Linked DNA regions of Mus musculus: regions 1, 2, 3, 4, 5 and 6 are each linked to region 7. A link is a contact called in public HiChIP or PLAC-seq, Micro-C and promoter capture Hi-C data. All regions are on one chromosome and are shown on one strand. The core of a region is the stretch at or near the end of the contact, and the rest is flanking DNA. Distances in the headings are between cores, read along the strand shown.

What was found. Promoter capture Hi-C pulls out the DNA fragments that hold promoters and counts their contacts. A called contact is a pair of places that touch in the nucleus more often than the background predicts. HiChIP or PLAC-seq counts read pairs in DNA pulled down with a chosen protein or histone mark. Capture Hi-C pulls out chosen DNA fragments and counts their contacts.
Region 1: a contact with region 7 is called in a Micro-C map of embryonic stem cells, with 9 times the contacts expected there. The contact joins the promoter of Grhl2 here to the promoter of Osr2 in region 7. A contact is called at or near these places in 3 of 39 promoter capture datasets (cranial neural crest, embryonic stem cells and liver) and 2 of 484 Hi-C or Micro-C datasets (both in embryonic stem cells).
Region 2: a contact with region 7 is called in an HNF4G HiChIP or PLAC-seq map of pancreatic cancer cells. The contact joins the enhancer-like site here to the promoter of Osr2 in region 7. A contact is called at or near these places in 2 of 39 promoter capture datasets (hippocampal neurons and liver), 1 of 484 Hi-C or Micro-C datasets (uterus) and 3 of 115 datasets of contacts at active chromatin or transcription factors (astrocytes, embryonic stem cells and pancreatic cancer cells).
Region 3: a contact with region 7 is called in an H3K27ac HiChIP or PLAC-seq map of embryonic stem cells, with 4 times the contacts expected there. The contact joins the promoter of Ankrd46 here to the promoter of Osr2 in region 7. A contact is called at or near these places in 6 of 39 promoter capture datasets (the 3T3-L1 cell line, hippocampal neurons, liver and 2 more), 2 of 484 Hi-C or Micro-C datasets (cerebellum and uterus), 6 of 115 datasets of contacts at active chromatin or transcription factors (astrocytes, embryonic forebrain, embryonic stem cells and 3 more) and 1 of 9 other capture datasets (adipose tissue).
Region 4: a promoter capture Hi-C map of adipose tissue shows a contact between it and region 7, with 2.3 times the contacts expected there. The contact joins the promoter of Pabpc1 here to the promoter of Osr2 in region 7. A contact is called at or near these places in 3 of 39 promoter capture datasets (hippocampal neurons, liver and pre-B cells), 2 of 484 Hi-C or Micro-C datasets (both in uterus), 1 of 115 datasets of contacts at active chromatin or transcription factors (astrocytes) and 1 of 9 other capture datasets (adipose tissue).
Region 5: a promoter capture Hi-C map of liver shows a contact between it and region 7, with 2.9 times the contacts expected there. The contact joins the promoter of A830021M18Rik here to the promoter of Osr2 in region 7.
Region 6: a promoter capture Hi-C map of embryonic stem cells shows a contact between it and region 7, with 2.9 times the contacts expected there. The contact joins the promoter of Snx31 here to the promoter of Osr2 in region 7. A contact is called at or near these places in 5 of 39 promoter capture datasets (embryonic stem cells, hippocampal neurons, liver and 1 more), 3 of 115 datasets of contacts at active chromatin or transcription factors (astrocytes, embryonic forebrain and embryonic stem cells) and 1 of 9 other capture datasets (adipose tissue).

Annotation. Positions count from the first base shown.
Region 1 is chr15:37,231,743-37,234,442 of GRCm38.p6, reverse strand. It overlaps Grhl2 (grainyhead like transcription factor 2), which reads right to left and starts at 1,407. Exons shown (of 16, transcript NM_026496.4): 1 at 1,037-1,407. The coding sequence starts at 1,056. It overlaps Gm16136 (predicted gene 16136), which reads left to right and starts at 1,284. Exons shown (of 2, transcript NR_155442.1): 1 at 1,284-1,467; 2 at 1,616-2,522.
Region 2 is chr15:36,687,267-36,689,966 of GRCm38.p6, reverse strand. All of the region lies in intron 1 of Gm46515 (a long non-coding RNA gene), which reads left to right. Among named protein-coding and RNA genes, the nearest start is that of Gm46515, 7.1 kb to the left of the region's middle. Within about 2 kb of position 1,321, at least 110 of the 459 cell types and tissues checked have an H3K27ac peak or open chromatin away from gene starts, as enhancers often do. A contact at or near this core is called in embryonic stem cells, pancreatic cancer cells and uterus, where this site is marked.
Region 3 is chr15:36,495,367-36,498,066 of GRCm38.p6, reverse strand. Ankrd46 (ankyrin repeat domain 46) reads left to right here and starts at 1,276. Exons shown (of 5, transcript NM_175134.4): 1 at 1,276-1,340; 2 at 2,074-2,190.
Region 4 is chr15:36,607,533-36,610,232 of GRCm38.p6, reverse strand. Pabpc1 (poly(A) binding protein, cytoplasmic 1) reads left to right here and starts at 1,260. Exons shown (of 15, transcript NM_008774.3): 1 at 1,260-1,919. The coding sequence starts at 1,727.
Region 5 is chr15:36,724,825-36,727,524 of GRCm38.p6, reverse strand. A830021M18Rik (a long non-coding RNA gene) reads right to left here and starts at 1,280. Exons shown (of 3, transcript XR_875150.3): 1 at 557-1,280. The region is part of intron 1 of Gm41297 (a long non-coding RNA gene); the gene reads left to right.
Region 6 is chr15:36,554,150-36,556,849 of GRCm38.p6, reverse strand. It overlaps Snx31 (sorting nexin 31), which reads left to right and starts at 1,277. Exons shown (of 14, transcript NM_001347022.2): 1 at 1,277-1,402; 2 at 1,516-1,590. The coding sequence starts at 1,337.
Region 7 is chr15:35,294,834-35,297,533 of GRCm38.p6, reverse strand. It overlaps Osr2 (odd-skipped related 2), which reads right to left and starts at 1,436. Exons shown (of 4, transcript NM_001368665.1): 1 at 1,067-1,436. Gm52178 (a long non-coding RNA gene) reads left to right here and starts at 1,500. Exons shown (of 3, transcript XR_003951500.1): 1 at 1,500-2,700.

The DNA of each region.
Region 1 (2,700 bases), core at 158-2,657, 1.9 Mb before region 7:
TCGCACAAAGCCGTCCCCAAGGCGGGGACCGCGACGGACCAGGCCCCGCGCCCCGCGGCTCACGCGGCTCCCGGCAGGCCTGAGCTCCGGTCGAGGACGCAGAGAGCCCGGAGTCCCGGTGCTCCACCATGCTCCCCCACCCCCTTGCCCTCGACAGCCTCGGCGAAGGCCGATCGAGCCCCACGCCCGAGGTGGCGGCCTCCGAACAGTGGGCCGCGCGGTCACCGGACGCGTATGAGCCAGAGACGTCGGGGCGCAGGGAGACCGGCCCAAGTGTGGGCACCCCTTCGTACTCGGCCTCAAAATCAGTCCCCCATTCCCGAGAGGTCCTGTCCCGCACCTGCGCGAGGTGACTGGCCACTGCGTGGGCTGCGGGAAGGAGCGAGGCGCGGGCACACCCACGGACCCGCCATCGCGGCCTGCCCGCTCCTCCGTCCCGTCGGAGACCCGCGCTGGGGCGCACATGCACCCCGGGTCGCCGCAGTGGGGAAGATGGCCGTGTCTGCAATCGCATAAAAGGCCTTTGTTGAGCGCACACAAAAGAGGCCCAGACCGCTTTTCCAGCAGGCCCTTTGGCCTAATCGAAGGAAGTCGACTGAACTTCCAACCGGCCCAGGAAGTCTGAGGCTGGGGAGCACCTCCAGGCAAGGGGGTTAACTACAGGCCTCCCGCCACCATCTGCCAAAACCTCAATCAGTGCCCAAGGGTCCGTTGGTCGGGGCAGTGGGAGCTGAGCTCATTCGTCGGGGAGGAAGCAAAGAAAACCCACGTTTACTTGCAAGGCCCCAAAACGGGTTTTAAACATTCACGTTCGAGTAGGGTCTCTCCCCTGAATCGGGGTAGAAATAATCCGAGAGGGTCTGGATACACCAAAAAGAAAAAAGTAAAAAGAGAGGAAAAAAATACAAAATCAAAATCCAACAATAGCGACTTAAAAAACAAAAACAAAAACAAAAAAAACAAAAACACAACAAACCAGTTGCCATCAGCCCAAAGGGGCAGCGGCAGCCGCCGCCGGCGCGTGCGACCCACTTACTTGTCCGACTCTTGTGACATGTTTGATCCAATGAACTCGCTCCCCTTTTCCTGGAGCCTCAGCCTCTGGTGAAACTGGACTTTCAAGTCTGTGCAGGTGAAGGTGTGTGAGAGCGCCCGAGATGGCAGAACAAGAGCTACAGGTAATTCTGCTTTCGTCCCCCCTCACCACTCTCGCTCGCCCGCTCGCTCGCGCCCTCACCTAGCCGGAAAGGTGGGATGGGGGGAGGGAGCCCTCACATGGGGCCCGCGCTCGGAGGCGGCCCGGCGGCGCGGAGTCCTCCCGGATCGCTGCAATGGGCAGACACAGAGCGCAAAGTGGCGGACTTGGGCGGCCACAGGTAACTTTCTCGCAAGGCGCTGAATTCTTTCACTAAAGGGTACAAGCCCGAGGGCCGAGCTGCGCGGTGATTGGCTGCGGTGCTCCCTCAGGTGAGCTGCCATTGGCAGAGGCGCGCTCAGGTAAGGCCCTTCTCCAAGTGCAGGTCACTCACTGCGAAGTTTACCTGAGTGGAGCGGTGGCACGCTGGAGACTCTGCGAGCTGACTTCTACCCACTTTTGGCTTTCTTCCCTGACTAGGGGCAGGGTAGAGGTGATGGGAGAGACGGAGCGGGGAGCGCCACTACAGACACTAGGTACCGTGGGTCAAACCGAAGGACGACAGAATGCTGAACCCAGAAATCAACAAGCCACCCGGAACCAAATGGCCAGTTCACCACCTGCCACTTGACACTCGCGGGACGAAAACTGTGTGGCGGGCAGAAGAGTCAGGGAACTAGAGTTACGCTATGCTGAGTGGGAAAGGAACGGATTGCCGGGTCTCTTGCGTAATTGCATTGTTAGCATTCTTATCCACAACAAACTCTTCTCCTGCTCTGATGCATAGAAGATAGCAGGTCGTTTTCAGTTTTCAACTAGTCGAGCGACCTTTCCTGAACTGGATCTATGAAGTGCGGCGTGGCTTTAATGGAGAAAGGAGATTCGGTTGAATAGACTCTTAAGGTGGCCCGGGCGCACCTCTTGCATCTCTCCGCAGCCTGGGATTCCTGCGCTGCGGAACAACTACTGCATCTGTTCCATAAGCCTGTCGCCCGTTGACATTTCTAGGCAAGCATCAACATTTACATTGTAATTCAATAGAAGCAGCTACTACAAAGGCTCTTTATCCTTGCAGTTTAATATGGTTGCCAGGGGAACAACGCAGGATGAAAGTGACTTGTTTGTGTGGGTTCTCTTCTGGTCCGGAACAGTGCGAAGTAGCCAGGTGTCATTTATAATCGCTGCTACGAGAATTAAGTATTTGTGGGAGTTCTGACAGGGATCTAGCCCATACATGAGCGTGGTGGAAATACAGGAGGGTATGGAAAGCTTTGCCACATTTATGTCAAGTCAACACTGGAGCACTGGAGCTGTCAGATTTGACACAACTTCTGTATTAAACCTTTGCAGGTCACATGATTTGGGGGAATTAAATTACGGCACTAGGTTTGGTTGTTCTTTATTTCCACTCTTAGCAACTGACTTTAACGATTCTATTTTATTTTAGATAATAACATAAGCACCCATACAGGTACTTTTTAGAAACAATATATTTTTAACACAGTTTGAACACGGTATCCGTGTGCACCTTACTTTCTTTTTCCCTCCTCTAGAGACAGTCACAT
Region 2 (2,700 bases), core at 72-2,571, 1.4 Mb before region 7:
CTAAGTGGCCCACTATAGCCCTCCTTACTCTACAAAAGTGGATTCATGAGACCTCACCTCTTCTTCATGAGTCATACAGTTACGGTCTTCTTTAAGATTTATTTTATTTTTAATTGACATGTGCTCATTCTTAAATGATGCTTTCTTTCTTTCTTTCTTTTTTTTTTTTTTTTTTTTTTTTTTGGCTTTTCGAGACAGGGTTTCTTTGTATAGCTCTGGCTGTCCTGGAACTCACTTTGTAGACCAGGCTGGCCTCAAACTCAGAAATCCACCTCCCTCTGCCTCCCGAGTGCTAGGATTAAAGGTGTGTGCCACCACGACCAGCTCAAATGATGCTTTCAACATGTTTATTTTTACTTCTTTTTCAGTTGCCATCTCTGTAATCTGACCCTTGCTTGCTCTGCTCTACCTTTCAAAAGTTCTTCCTTTTCAAGTACTCCTCCCTTTTCAAATGCTCCTCCCATTTGAAGTGCTCCTCCCTTTTCAAATGCTCCTCCCTTTTCACATGCTTCTTCCTTTTCAAATGTTCTGGCTTTTGTTTGACAGGGGTCTGAGAAGTTGGATCGTTGTGTCTTGGTATAGCTGTGTATAAACATTTTTCCTAAATGTTCAGTTACCTACAGATAACTGAGGAGTCCTTTTATTTGCTTGTAAATGTGACTTTTCTAGGTCATAGCCATCCTCTCTGCCTTGTATTTGATGCCATCTTTTAGTATATCAGAGAAAACAACTCCAGCTTAGGCTTGAGCTCAGGGAACTCTGGAAGGACACACAATGCTGGTATTATTTGCCACATCAAACGGTGTTCTTTATTCACTAACCCCTGGGCACGTTTACAAATATTTTTAAAGAATGCATTCATCGCTTACTATCTACACCAGAGAGATGGAAACCAAGCTTACTTTCTCTCTCACTTGTCTTTTAAAAGCATATTCATCCCGGTTGCCATTCAAACCGTGGAGAGAAATAAAAGCCAGTTGGTAACAGAAGCAGTTGTTTTAGACTGGGACGTAGTGATGAATCGGAATCCTTCTGTTTTCTCATTTGCGGAGCATCTGCGCTTTACCCTTATCCGTGTAAACCCCTAAGGACTTTGAGGGCTAAGTCTGATGGAGGGAGCAGTGGTATTTCCAGTTCTCCAGTTAGAAGAGGGCAGGGCAGAGGGAGAGCTCCAAGGAGAGAACTGGGGGCCACTTGGGAAGATAAAGGAACACAGTCACCGAAGCTGGCCATCATGACAGTGGCTAACACCAAGGCAGGTAAAATACAGGGCCAGGTCACAAACTGGGCAGGAGATGGGAGGGAAGTGGGGCGTGGTGGGGCGTGGCACCTGGGTGTTCCGGAGTAGTCATCTTGTTAAGCTTCTCTACAGAGAAATGAGCTCCTTCGTTCTGGGGAAACACCTGAAACCTGGGAGCAAAGTTTACACAATAGGAAGTTGTTAATGAACGGAGCCTTTCCAGGAAGTGCGTGAGGTGGAGCTTAACCCCCGGGAGAGAAGCTCGGTCGGTCGGTCGATGCTGTGACTCAGCCTCTGGCTTCATCAAGCTTCCGCCTCACCTGTCACGAGGGGGGAGGGGAGGTGGCGTTGTTTTGTAAACTTCCCAGAAATCCTTTATGGAGACATTCTTCAAAAGGGCCAAGAAGTCTAATTAGCCCTCAGCTATTAGACGCAGGGCTGCTCTAGATAGGGTATGGGGTAGAGTGTGATGACATCTGTCCACTTACCTCAGTAAACGAGACAGATAAGGTGTGGTGGCTCCATCTTTTCTGTCAACTTGACTATAGAGAGACTCTGCTAGGAGACATAAGGCTGGATGTTTCTGTGACACTGTTTCCACAGAGGTTTAACTGAGGTGGGTGGCAGCACCCCCTGAGGCAGGGCTGACTAACAGGAAAGGGGAAAGCCAGGTGAGCAGCACCCTCCCTCCCTCCTCCCTGCTTCCTGACTGGATGCAGTCTGCCAAGCCACCTTGCATCCCTGCGCCATGATGGACAGACTCTATTCCTCAAGCTGTGAGCCAGAATGAGCCCTCTCTTGCTTAAGCTGCTTTGTCAGGTAGAAAGGATTCAAAGCATACTAATAAATCTTTGGAGGAGATGCCGTTGAGGAAACAGGATTAACTTCTGAAGGGCCTCTGCACATCTCAGGAGCCCCTCATCTCTTTGTGCTGAGGGCTAGTTTCTCAAGGCGACAATCCAGCACTTCCCAGCTGATCCATGAGAGGTGAAGCAGGTGCTCTGTACAAATGTGACCTGCCTGTGACAGGGGGTGCCTAGGAGTGCGCCCAGTGATCTGGGGGAATGTGCCAAAATACACTTCTTACTGAAGGGGTATGGGCTCGGATGTACTCCAGTGTGTAGACACATTCTTGCCACATTTCAGTTTTCCTTAAAGAAGACAAACATGGACTGTTGTGGGCATACATGTTTGTAACCCTAGACTTGGAAATCTGAGGTGAGAGAGTTACCATGAGTTTGATGACAGTCAGAGCTACATAGCAAAACCTTGCTAAAACAAATGAAATTAAATTTAAACAACACAGTATAAGCGTGTGTGTGCACCCCACACACACACACGCCCCACTCCCTCCCCACACACGTGTAAGTCCCAGCTTAGGCAGGCATGGACGTGTAAGTGATACAATAAGAAGTGGTGCAGAATCCTCTTGAAATGGGAGTCTTGGTTGGACCCAAGAA
Region 3 (2,700 bases), core at 27-2,526, 1.2 Mb before region 7:
TAGAATACAATCAATAAACTCTCAAGTTGTTTGATACACCAACCGGGGAAGAATAAATTGTAAGAATAGAATTATCATTTAAATTACCCAATGATTTGGCACAGTGCATGGGCATATATGAAGATATTATGGACTTAGCCACTGACAAATTGATTAATGTATCCCCAATTTACAGAATATTTATAGTCAGTCACTGCACAAGTAAATGTTAAATAGCTAAAGATGATTGGCAGCCCTGGGGATGGCTGAGCTCACCCTGCCCTGGTGTGTGGCCTGTGTGTGTATATGTGCACAGGCCCATGCATTCACAAACATGAGTGTGCAAACACTTAACATGCACTTGCACATGGAGACCAGAGGTCAGCCTCAGGTGACATACCTTAAGAGCCAATCATCTTGATTTTTTTTTGAGAGGACTCTCATTAAAGCCCATGAATAGCCCAGGCTGGCAGACTGGTCAGGGGGACCACTGAGACCCAGCTATCTCCTACTAGCCAGAACTTGGATTACCACATGCCAGCATGCTTGGCTTTTTATGTGGGTTCTGGGGTGACTTCAGGACCTTATGCTTGCAATGCAGGTCCTTTACCAACTGAGCTATCTCTCCAGCCTTCTTATAATCCTTAAATGAAAGGAATATGAGGTTTCCTTAAGCCAGGCAATACTCCTATACATCTATTTGACATTGCCGGGGGCTGGGGGCGGGAGGACGACTTAGATGTAATTCTTGAACAGACAACACCCTACAGGGTCATCTGGTGGGTTGGATGATACTAGAATTTGTAGAACAGTGTTTAAAAGAAGTCACCTTGGCTATATGACTGGAGTTGAGAGAGAGAGAGAGAGATAGAGAGAGAGAGAGAAGCTCTGTGAAAGAATGTTCCATATATGGGTGTATCATCATTTTCACATGTCATGATAAGTCAAGGAACCCTTATAAGTGGGTGTAAGCATTCACTCTGAATAATAACTCGGCAGGATTATAGCTTAGAGTAGACTTGTCAGCCATTATTTGCTAACTTGTGGATTCAGATTTTAAACACCTCCCCTGCAGCCCTAAACTAATAAATTAATGCGCGTGGCACTTAATATATTTGTTTCTGCCTTTTAAATTTCTACTTAGTTGAGGGAATGGGATGTATGTTTTTTAAAAGGGGTGAATGTGCGCGATGCTGGCTAGAGGCCGAACCGCCATGAGAGCCTCCCGCCTGCAGGGGGCGCGCCGCCGCGGGGTGCGAGGCCGCTCTGCCCTCGCGAGCTCCACCTCTGTGGTCGTCCGCGCCCCGCCTGTCGCCGCTGGAGAGGAGGAGCTGCTGCCATCACTGCTGCCGCGGGCGCAGGTACCAGGGCCGGGGCCGTGGGCAGCAGCTGGGCGGGAGCCGGTGACAGCTCCTCTGAGGGCCGTGGAGCCCGGCGCGGGTCCGAGCGGCTTCCGCGCGGGCGATGCTGGCAGGAGGGCCCGGGTCAGGCCTGGGAGCTTGCGCGGATGATGCCCGCGGGTATTCGCGGGTCTCAGGCAGCCCACGCCCCAGCCCGATGGCGGCGTCCTTCCCAGGCAGGGATTCAAAGCATAGCTAGGAATTGTCAACACCTTAGCGGTTCACGAGGAGACCGAAGCCCGGGCGTGCGTGGGCGCTGTGGAGGTGCGTGTGATCTGTCCGGACTGTCACACTGCCCAGGGTATCCGCGGAGAGAAAAGATTTGCACACTTTGCGCTTAGGCCTCAGGTGATCATGAACTTTCACACTTGACACGCGTCGTTAAAACGCAGTTGCTTCCTCTCCGGATTTCCCAACAACCGTCTTAGGGAGAAGACATTTATTTTAACAGCGTTCCACAGACTCTAGAATTGGCTGCGGAATGTAATAAGTGTGTGTTATTGAAGAGTAAATAACACTGCCCACTCTTCAGAACGTGGCATTAGTACTTAGGCGCTTCCCAAGGTGCCATCAGTGGTGTGGTGATTTTTCATGTTACAGTAACAGCTGGCTATCTTCATGTCAGATATTGTGCCTAATGGTCCTTTTTAAAATCTTTGCAACAACCCTGACAAGTACCATCTCTGATTTGCAGATAAAGAAGCTGAGGCACAGAGTCTTAAGTCAACCTGTCCAAGCCCAGACAGTTGGCAGACTAAGTGGGACCGGAGACGCCCAAGACTTCACGCCAGCATCCCTTTACCTTGCAAAGGTAGTAGTGTTCCTTAAGATTTTTGTTTATTGATAGAATTCGTAGCCTGAACTGGTTTCTCTTAGACTTATGCTTATGGAGTATGCAAGAGCCTGTGCCACTGTCCTTTTAGTTTCAAGGGAGTTTAATGAGAAATGCATTTGTTCTTTAAGCCTTGTAGTGATAATAAAGTTAAATGTCCTGGATTCTTACTGTTTCAGCATAGGTTGATTTGATGGAGGAGTGCGTCTGTGATTGTCTATCCACATTAGCTGTGTGTTGGTTAGTTGTATTTTCACAGCAGTTCTAGTGAGTGTACCTTGCACACATAGCATTCTGCCAAGCAGAAAGATTCCCCGACTCCTACAAGAAGCTAGTGTCTCACAGGATACCAGAGAGACGTGGGAGAGAACTGCTACGTGGTGAGGAACGAAGGATACACAGCACAACCTGTAAGCAAACTGAGCTAGTGACTGCAGGATCAAGGGTTTGCACTGTGAGACTGGGGATGTGATTTCCCAGTCCCAGAGA
Region 4 (2,700 bases), core at 11-2,510, 1.3 Mb before region 7:
CATTTAACTTCTGACACCATTAACGGTAAAAATAGTACTATTTGCTTCACTTCCCACACATCATTGTCAAAGGATGTTTATAGAGGACTTCAAAAACTGTAAAACCTACTAAAGTGGAGTTTTTGGGTTGATGTAATGTCATTTCTACGAGTTGATATATTTGTGCCTATCAATCATTTATATTAATCCCCAAACCCTGGCATCCAAGAGCTAGATTAGGGTGGCCCTGACCTCAGAGATCTGCAAACCCCTCCTGCCTTTCCAAAGCTGGGTTAAAGGCGTGGGCACCACGCCTGGTGAAGTGGGTTAAAAGCGTGGCCAACCACGCCTAGTTAAGCAGGCTATCCAGGTTTGTTTGGGTAAGAGTGACAGATACCGAGTAATTATGAGAAACGCATACTTTAAAGGAAAAAAAATTTTTTTTTCGAGTCCTTTTTACCACTGTAAAAAATGTAGGAAGTGGCTAAGTGATTCCAACAGAACATCTTAAGCGCCAGACTCCCAACTGCCTTTATCCCATCCCCTCCCCTCCCCCTCGTCGGGGCCGCGGACCCGTGCTGGGTCACGCCCGGGACGGTTGGGGTCCGGTTGAGGTCAGCCAGCCCGCGGCCGTTGAGAACTCCAGCTCCCGGCAGGCACCGCTTCCGCGGCCCACGCGCGTGGCGGCGCTGCCCGCTGGGACTCGTAGTGCGGTCCGGGTAGGAGAACGAGGCAGTTACCCTGCCTCCTTCCGCGCACACCTAGGAAACCCGGCCGGCAAGGCTCACGCCCGCCCACCCGTTTCCAGCGCCGCTCGGGGGTGGGGGGCTAGCGAAGCAGAACCTCAGCCGGGGCGGAGGGAAGAGGCCGCCACTAGACGCGCACGTGGGGGGCGGTTGGCGCCCAGAAACCCGGAAGCCCCGCGCGCTGCCCACCCGCTGCGCTGACGGGTTAACGCTCTTTCGGGCGGGGGCGGGGCGTGTGCGCAAGGGGCGTGACCAGCGGCCGCGCCGAGGCCGCCCACTGGCCGTCCCGCCCTTTCCTGGCTTTGCGCAGCGGGAAGTCGGCCCCTGGCTGTGGCGCCTGCGCAGAAGCCCCGCCCCGCCTCGGGCCCAACCCCCACGCCCGCAGCAGCGGCAGCCGCCGCCACCTCTCCCTTCCTCTGCGCTTTCCTCCGCCTCCTCCGGCGCCGTCGCTCGCGTAGGGCCCTGGCGTCAGACGCGCGTGGGCGGGGCGAGTGCGGCGGGGGGTATAAGTAGAGGGTGCAGGAGGCGGTGCTTCCCCTTCTCCCCGGCGGTTAGTGCTGAGAGTGCGGAGTGTGTGCTCCGGGCTCGGAACACACATTTATTATTAAAAAATCCAAAAAAAATCTAAAAAATCCTTTGAAAAAACCCAAAAAAAATTTACAAAAAAATCCGCGTCTCCCCCGCCGGAGACTTTTATTTTTTTTCTTCCTCTTTTATAAAATAACCCGGTGAAGCAGCCGAGACCGACCCGCCCGCCCGCGGCCCCGCAGCTCCAAGCAGGAACCCAGAGACCGAGGCCTTCCTGCCGCCCGGACCCAGCACCGCCAGCCTCGCTCCCCCGGTTCCACGGCCGTTGAGTACGCGTCGATTCCGGTTGAATTTTGTCCCTCTGCGCTCGCCCCCGCTCCCCTCCCCCCGGCTCCGTCCCCCGGCCCCGCACTCGCTCTCCTCCTCTCACGGGAAAGGTCGCGGCCTGCGGCCCCGCGGGCAGCCGTGCCGAGATGAACCCCAGCGCCCCCAGCTACCCCATGGCCTCTCTGTACGTGGGGGACCTGCACCCCGACGTGACCGAGGCGATGCTCTACGAGAAGTTCAGCCCGGCCGGGCCCATCCTCTCCATCCGGGTCTGCAGGGACATGATCACCCGCCGCTCCTTGGGCTACGCGTACGTGAACTTCCAGCAGCCGGCGGACGGTGAGCGGCAGGCCGGAGGGTGGCGGGCGGGCGGCCATGCGGCCGGGGCGGCGGGCCTAGCGGGGCGGGCGAGGGGGCGGGAGGGCACGGCGCCGCAGCCCCTCGCGGGCCGGCACTTCCTCCTCTGCGACCATTTTCTCGCCATCGGTCGCTCTCAAACTTTAGGGCGATGACGCGCCCGGAGGGTGGTTGAGATAGCCTTCACCGCGCTCCCGCCACAAGCTGTGGGATTCGGGGGTTTCGAGTACCCTCCTGGAGCGGCGGGTGGAGGTACCCCTCCATCCCCTGCCCTGGCCCGGCAGTCAGGCCGGGGAGGAAGTACGATTCAGTGTTGGGAAATACCACGTGTTGAACCCTGTAACCTCACAGGCCCGAGGCCTGTTCCTGCCGGTGGCTCAATCGCTGGGAGGAGCCCTAGGCTTTAGAAGAAAGTTAAATAGGGTGATGCCTGGTGGTGGTGGTCCTTAGGGTCGTAAGCTCGTTCCTAATAGCACATCTCTGACCTGTGGACCAGGAAAGGCACCTTATACCATATATAATTGCTTGGGGTTTTCCCTAGATGAAGTATTCTTTAACCATGCCGTGGAGGAGGGGATGTGGAAGACTCTAGGGCACCAGACTCCTTGGCTCATTTTCAAACAAATTAGATCTTAAGTTTAATAGAAGTCGTTATTTAATGTATACATATGTATATTTTTTCTAAAATAGCACCTGTGGTTATGAATTTTAAACATGTTGACCAGTTTTGGTCCTAAATATTAGGGTAACCTGGATCAAATTA
Region 5 (2,700 bases), core at 31-2,530, 1.4 Mb before region 7:
GCAAGGGGGAATGTGGAGAGCTCAGGATTGTCAGGCAGCACCGCCCTGAACAGAGAGTGAGGGGCGGATGGAAAGTACGTGGTGGCGGCAGAATCAGGGGAGCAGGGAACCGGGAGTGGAGAGCAAGCAGCAAGAAAACGTGGGGTAGGGAATGGTCTACAGATCGCTAGCTAGAGAGTTGTAAAAGTTTGCTATTAAAGTTCCAGTAAACGGCCATTTAGAGTTATTCTTTGATGGGTATAGGGGCCAAATTTTAACCAGGAGACGTGCTAGCAAAGATATTCCCTTCTGGGTGAGAATAGGAGCAAGTGACTTCCCCGTTCCCCGGTGTCTCTAGTACAAATGTGATAGCTAGAAACAGAGGCAGCCAAAACAGATCACCAGCCACGCAGTGAACTAGCAGCTGAGCTGCGGGACCAGTGCACGAGCTGTGTGTGGGGCTCAGAGCCTGAGGGAGGATGGTTTGCCTAAGCGTAGGATTTTTTCAGCAGTGTGCAAGAGAAGCCAAGAGAAAAACCGTCAGAGAAAGAGAGACAGAGACAGAGAGAGCACTCACCCAGGGGTAGAGGTCCGAGAACGAAGCATCAGTAAGAAGACCAGGACACCACGGGGTGGCTGCAAGCTCAACAGCCCTCCCTTGGGACCAGAGGGCGTTTATGCTGACCAGTGAGAGTAGGGAGCTTTACCAATTCTCCAGTGCTTGGGTGGAGAGGTCTAGCAAGAGATCCATCCCATGGCTGCAAAGTCCATGTGGCAGCACGGAAATATGAGCTCATGCAACCTGTGAGTTTCTAAATCCCAGGCACAGCACCCGTGTTGGTAGAGGCGCTGTATGGTGGGTGAGGTGGAAGGGCTGCCTCCACAGGCCCCCGCTGAGGCATCCCCTCCCCCTGAGGCATGGTATGGAGTTTATTTAGGGCATGGGGAAGGTGGGAGGCAGAGAAAGGCGGGAGGTGGGGAGAGGAGAGGGAGAAGCAGGCCAGGAACACATGGGGAGAGGAAGGGGGGAGCGGGAGAAGGGGCAGGTAGTAAGAAAGAGGATCAGACAGCGAGGAAGAGACATGCAGACCCTTTTAGAGTGAGCCAGGCATACCTGGCTATTGCCAGGTCATGCCAACAGTAACTTCTGCTCTTTAGCAGCCTGTAGTGACATTAATTCTCTTTACATTTAGACAATTTAAGTGTCTAAAGATTGGTGACCCAACCAGGAGAGCAATAGCAAAGCATTATATGGCAAGCATTTGTACCACACTCCCTTGTGACATAGCCCAGCCCATCAAAGGTCTGTACCACACCCTCTTGTGACATAGCCCAGCCCATCAAGTACCAGCATCCTCCCAGGTGTATGTTAGCTTCCTCCAGCTGTGGGCCGCGTTGGGTGCCAGAAGTGCTTCTCTGTCCTCTGTTTCCTCCCTCAGGGTGTCCAGGCACCAGGCTTGAAGGATGAAGTGGAGTCTGGAACAGGTTGGGACTGGCTCTCAGTCCAGCTGAACTCACATGTGGGCATGGGGTGGAGGGCTTCACCAAGGAAGGCCTTCTCTGGCGATTTTAGTCTTACAGCTCTTTTAGATGACTCCCAATGAAGTGGCTCTTAGATGGTCTTCAGTGAAATAGCTGGTGCTCACTTACTTTATTTGGGTGGACAAGGGCTGTATATGAACTTTGGAGAGTGGAGAGGAGTTTTCAGGGTGAATGTTGATGACTGGCTGGAGCTCAGTGAACTGGGAACGCCTCTTTTGTGTGGAAAAGCTCTCCAGGAATCCCAGGTATTTGCTGGGCAGGTTCTTATGGGGTGTAGGGAGAGGAATTTGTAGGTTTGCCAAGGACCCCATTACCTTCCTCAGGTAGAGGATGGGGGGGTAGTCAGAGAAGTGGAAGCCCTGCTAGAAAAAGGGAATTCTCCATTTTGTGCTGAGCTCAGAGGAGCTACACAAAACATGGGGATGTTCCATTAGCTGAATGTTGCTAGAGGAGTGATCTTACACGCGTTCGCAACCGGCCAGGAAAGACGCAACAAACCAGAATCTTCTGCGGCAAAGCTTTATTGCTTACTCAGGAGCAAGAGAGGAAGAGCGCGGCAGAGAGAGGCAGAGAGGAAGAGAGAGAGAGAGAGACACAGAGAGACGCAGAGAGAGAGGCAGAGAGAGGGGCAGAGAGGGAGAGAGGCAGAGAGCAGAGGAAGAGAGCAGAGGAAAAGACGAAGAGGCGAAGAGATGAAGAGAAGAAGAAACGAAGAGACGAAGAGGCGAAGAGAAAGAGTGCCAGAACCCCGTCCCTTTTAAGGAGAATTATCCTCCGCCTAGGACGTGTCGCTCCCTGATTGGCTGCAGCCCATTGGCCCAGTTGTCATCACAAAAAAGGCAGAGCACATGGCGGGAAAACTGCCCCTGCACATGTGCAGATTATTTACTACTTAGAACACAGCTGTCAGCGCCATCTTATAATGGCAAATGTGAGTGCGGCTCCCCACAGAGTGAAGCCCAAAGACTTGTGTCAAGGTGCTCATGAGTCCAGCATGGGACAGTCTGGGAAAGCCGGAGTTTATGGAGTTTATAGGTCAGTGGTCTCCAGAGGTTGGCAGATGAAGATGCAGAATACAGGTTTCTTCAGCTATTCCTCATATTTTGAGGGTGGCATACACCATTTTGCTCAAAGCCTGTAGAATAGAGACAGAAGTGGGGGCTGATGCAGAGCTAGAAC
Region 6 (2,700 bases), core at 28-2,527, 1.3 Mb before region 7:
TTGGTGAGAGCGTCAGACCACTTCCTTTTTTTCCCTGCTTGACCACTTTCAAATTCTGCAGTCAGGAGATCAATAACGCTGGTGCGAAGCTGACTCTTCTTTTGTTCCTTCCCGTCCCCTGGTCCCCTGTCGGAGGTGCCGCTCAGTCTGTTGACAGACAACTCACAGATGTACCCAGAGGTTTAGCTCCTAGGTGATTCTAAATCCCACCAAGTTCACAATCAGTTTTTACCATATTCACAAGTTAATAGAATTAATCAATATCAACAGTGAAAAACCAAGAAGTCGGTGAAAGATTCTGGGAACAAAGATTCCTAAGAACCCAGCCACGGAGAGCGGTATCTACTCAAGAACAGGGCTTCCCCAGGTAAGAGAGACCCAGGCCACATCCATGTTTTAAATTTCCTATAATGAGAGAAAGAAGACTTAAAAAACAAGAATAAGACAACAAGCCACTTCCAATCAAAAAAATAAAAATCATATGTACAAAACAGCAACAATAAACCATCAAAGCAGTGTTACATATGGACTGCACACCATGATACATTTTAAAAAGGTTAAGACAAAAACAAAACAAGAAACAAACAAAAAAACCCTGAGCCTAATGCTCCTGTGATAGGGTACTTCCAAGGTATACCTCCTTTCCCCTTTCTAATCTTAATCCACAGTATACTGTAGCCAGCGCTGGGGTGATGGGAAACTCCCAAATCATCAAGGCACCCTCCGTAGAAAATGCCAGGAGATCCGGTATGAGGCGGATCTGAATGCCATCTCATCCCCCTCACTCTGGAAGTGGACATTCTGTTGGTCACAGACAGGAGACCTGGCCCCTGAAGTGGCCCCTGGAGAAGCTCTGTTTCCTTAGGCAAGCTGCCTGGCTCTGATGATTTGGGGCAGGGTTGGATCAGTGACTTTCTGGCAGCTGTATAAAATGTTCATGTGGCTAGAGACAGGATTCTTAACTTTTGTGGGCTGAGCTCTCTGAAAATGAATTCGACACTGTCCCTCCCTCCCTGCACCACAGAGGCACGTTTTCCTCCTCAAAAGTCTCTAAAATTCCAGCCTCTGGCCTCCAGGGTGACCCTGGCCTGAGATCTGGCATCCCTGAGGTCCCTCTGAACCCTGATTGTGTGCGCACGTCTCTAGTCCAGCCTGAGAATCAGGCTGAGGTTTAGTGGAGGGAGCGGGGCGGGGCGGAGCGGGGCGGGGTGGGGCGGAGCCAGGCGCAGACCCCGCCCACCCGCAGACCCAAGGCAGGAGTGGGAGCTCAGGACCCAGCCCAGACTCTAGGCGGCAGGTCCTGTTCTCCACGCTGTCCCTGGTCATCGCCAGAGCCATGAAGATGCACTTCTGCATCCCGGTGTCCCAGCAGCGGCCAGACGCGCTGGGGGGCCGCTACGTGGTGCGTCTGGGGCCCGGGGTCGGTTGGGTGGGGAGGGGCTCGGTGACCCTGGGCACCTCCTACCCCAGTCCTCATCCTCGCCTAGGATAACAGGCGGGTGTCTGTGCTTTCAGTTGTACTCCGTGTACCTGGACGGGTTCCTCTTCTGCAAAGTACGCTACAGCCAGCTGCACCGCTGGGATGAACAGGTGAGCTTGGATTGTGTTACTCTGAAAGACATTGGACTGTGTGTGTGTGGGTGTGGTGGTGGTGGTGGTGGTGGTAGAGGAGGAGGGCTGGCTACAGGCTCCTGATTTGTGAACTATAGGCACTCTTTAAATCCCAGAGCTATCTCCTATACCAACATCTTCAACTTCAGGTCAGCCTTATAACATGAACAAGACCATAATGACCAGTTGCAGAGTAATAGCCTTCCTCTAGCCTCTTGCGCTCAGAGCCCTCAGACCTATCCCAGAGTAGAGTCAACTGGGACAAGTGTGCTTTGTACAGCTTCTAGTTCTAACACGGTCTTATCTGGCCCACCTTTCCAAGTCCCTTTGTTAGCAAACCCAAGACTCATGAGCTACATCGATACAGATTGGCTTGTGGTAGTCAGAAAGTGTCACAAGACTCAAAAGCATCTTATGCAATCTAGGGGGGGTTTCTGGGAGACTGACTGGGGCTTGGGAAGGGACTGGTCCAGGAGCTGTCTTCCAAGCAGAGGATGTGACAGTGGCAGATAGGAACAGGGGGTGTAAATAGGCAAAGAGGAAGAAGATAAAAGTCAGGCAGGGTGGCACATTCCTGTAGTCCTAGCCCATGGAAGACTGAGGTGAGGGATAGAGAAATCAAGACCAGCCTGGGCTACACAGACTTGTCTCAGACCTAAAAGAAAAGAGTGTGAGGGGGCTGGTGAGATGGCTCAGTGGGTAAGAGCACCCGACTGCTCTTCCGAAGGTCCAGAGTTCAAATCCCAGCAACCACATGGTGGCTCGCAACCATCCGTAACAAGATCTGACTCCCTCTTCTGGTGTGTCTGAAGACAGCTACAGTGTACTTACATAAAATAATAAATAAATCTAAAAAAAAAAAAAAAAAAAAAAAGAAAAGAGTGTGAGGTGGATAGGAAAACCAGATTAGCTCAGAATGATGGGGGAGCTGGGGAGGCCAGCACCTGGCAAGGGGAGCACCCAATGGTCTGCAAGGCTTTTGGAGTTCCCCTCTTGCTGATGCTCCCTGTGCAACGGGGTCCCCACAAGCTGACATTGCCTTCACAGGCTTCTTCAGAGCTGGGGAAAGTATCCCAGGCAAATCACGGG
Region 7 (2,700 bases), core at 187-2,686:
AATAATAATAATAATAATATCGTTCGGCGTTATCTGCTAGACCCTGTGTATGGGCTTCTGAGTAAAATGACAGATGGATGAATGGTTATGTTCGCTGATTTTCAGTTCAAACACAGCAGAACTGTGTAAAAGCCAGAGAGCTATAGTAGAAAGAGATCTACGATCATGGTGGGGGAGGAGAATTTGGTCAAGTGGGGGGGGGGCACGAAGTTTCTGCCCCTTCCCCGTGCCTCTGCCTTCCCGAAGAGTTAATTAAATTAAGGCGCCCTCCGCATAAACTGGGTTTGTCTCCGCTCCCTCCCTCTCCATTTCATTTTCTTGTTCTGTTCAAGACTGGAATTTGTGGAGCAGAGAAAGTTGCTGTCTGCACCCAGTTTCGCTTCGAAAGCAGTCAGAACTCTTTTGTTCTCTGCTCACAGGTGGGGAGACCGATCCAGCGTTGCTGCCTCCACAAACACCTTGTCCTGCCTCCTTCCTACAACCGCGACTCCATTCCGAGCTATTTCTCGACAACCCAAGCGTCTCAGCTCCTGAGAAGCTTGCCTGTTGGCCTCTGGGCGAAGACCGGAGCAGGAGGAAAAGCAAGAGGCCAGTACACGGTTGGAAAAAATAATCACCCATGACTGGACTATTCCCCTGTGAAATGCGCCTTCGGAGTCGCTGGCTTGATTGCACCGTGTGTCCCGGCCCTTCCGTGCTGAGTGCCGGAGCTGCAGTAGGAGGAAGCGTGGATCCCGCTTTCTAGAGCAGGGGAGCAATATCACGGGGTGATGGGATCTGGCCACAAAGTACGATGATCGGCCTTTATAAATCTTGCCGAATGCGTAAATCTACCAAAACCAAACTAAGGGACAGCGCACAAAAGTACAACTGAGTGTATTAGCTGGGAGTCGCGTGCAGGGACCGGAGGAGGCCAGAACACGAGGCCCGGGACTAGGGTCCGCACGGCTGCCTTTCATTTTCTGAACTTGTAGCGCTCCAGACTGAGAACCTGGGCGCCCCTTGAGCACCCACATCCCTCCCTTCCTTTGGAAGGCTACAGCCTGGCCCTGGAAAGGACACTCACCGCCAGAACCGATGTCTGCCTGGGCAGCGCGGTTCAGACTAGGTCCGGACAGCAGGACGCACAGCTTGGAAAGGTCATGAGGTCCAAACTGGGAGAACTTCTTTTTCGGCGCGTTGTCCCGGGAACCGAGAACATGATCTGGGGGAGCGAAAGCGACAGCGGTAATTGGTCTTCGGCAGTCCGTGGAAGCGGGATGTGTAAAGAGCGAGCGTGTTGGGATGAGTGCTCAGAGCTCGCCCAGATCCCGGTGCCTGGGCCAGTTTCTGACCGCGGACTGCGGGTAAAGTCGGAGCCCGCAGCCCTGCAGGGCCATCACCCTCCGGCTGCGAGCGCGCTGAGCTCCGTCCCAGCCCGCGTCCCGCCCCAGGCTGCCCCTGGCCCGGAGTCCAAGGCTTTAGTAGCGGCCCCGCCTCCCCTCGCGGCGGGCGTCCTGCAGAGGAGCAAGGCTGCAGCGCCCAGGCTCCGCCTCCAAGCCCGGCGCCCGCTAATGGTCCACTCTGTTTACTTGTGTTTGGATAGCAACTGAGTCTTAAAGGCGCAGGTTTGCTTGAGGTTTTCCCAGTTAACCCAGACACAGAGCCCAAGGTGACTCAATTCAAACCTCACACAAAGACAACGCCCATCCCCTCTTTTTGGATGACACTTTCCTCACACCGATAGAAGTCCGACTACTGGATCTTTGCTCCCCCAAGCCCGCAGAGAAGTCCAAAGGGCATTTCGTACTTTTACTCGGTTAGCTGTCGCGTCATTTTACACATCTTAACACTTTTAATATGATCATCTGCTTCAAAGGGCCAAAGCTATCAGTTTTAGATTTTGTTTTCCAGCATATACCGCCCTTCCTCCTATGTAAAACAGTTCTGCCCATACTTTTGGTCAATTGTGACTATGTGTGTAGTCTGGTTTCCTCCCTGTTTTCAAAACGAAGTTTGTTTATGAAGGTGACAATTGACTAATTTCATAATTAGTGCAGAGACATCTGGATGTTCCGGGAGAAATTTCTTTCAATATCTAAGCTTTAATCAGCTAATGTACATTTCATAAGCAGTTAACCAACTTAGGCAAAGGAGTGGGCATCTGCAATCCATTGGCAAACAATAACCTGCCCATCTGGAATGGGTGAAGAACAATCTTTTTTAAATTTTAGGAAAAAACTATTCCAGTGCCTCAAAACGTGCATTATCTTCATTCTCAGCAAAAATTGAGTTCATTGTTCAGCCGCCAGGAAAATTGATTGAATTTGACATGTACTGTTAGGTTTCTTAGTTCTCCTAAAGGTTTAGTTTTGTGAGCGTGTAAATGAGAGGGTATTACAGTCCCTCTGGAAAAGGATGTCAGGGAACGATAAGATCCACTTGAAGCAACTTCTTTTCAGACGCAACGCGCCGCCGGAACAGAACTAAGCAAACTGTCCCTCGTCCCAAACCACTTGAGGACACTTTAGCTGGTGCTTGCAGAACCATAGATCTTTTAAAGGAACTGTACAATTCAAACGTGTTTCACCAAAAGATGCTTTTCGGTCGCCCCCTCAAAGGACAATTACAATAACCTCAACTATGTGAGGAGATGGATAGGTGTAAGCAGAAAGCTACGAGCCGAGCCGAATCGTCAAAGACCAAGCAGGAAGGCAGGCA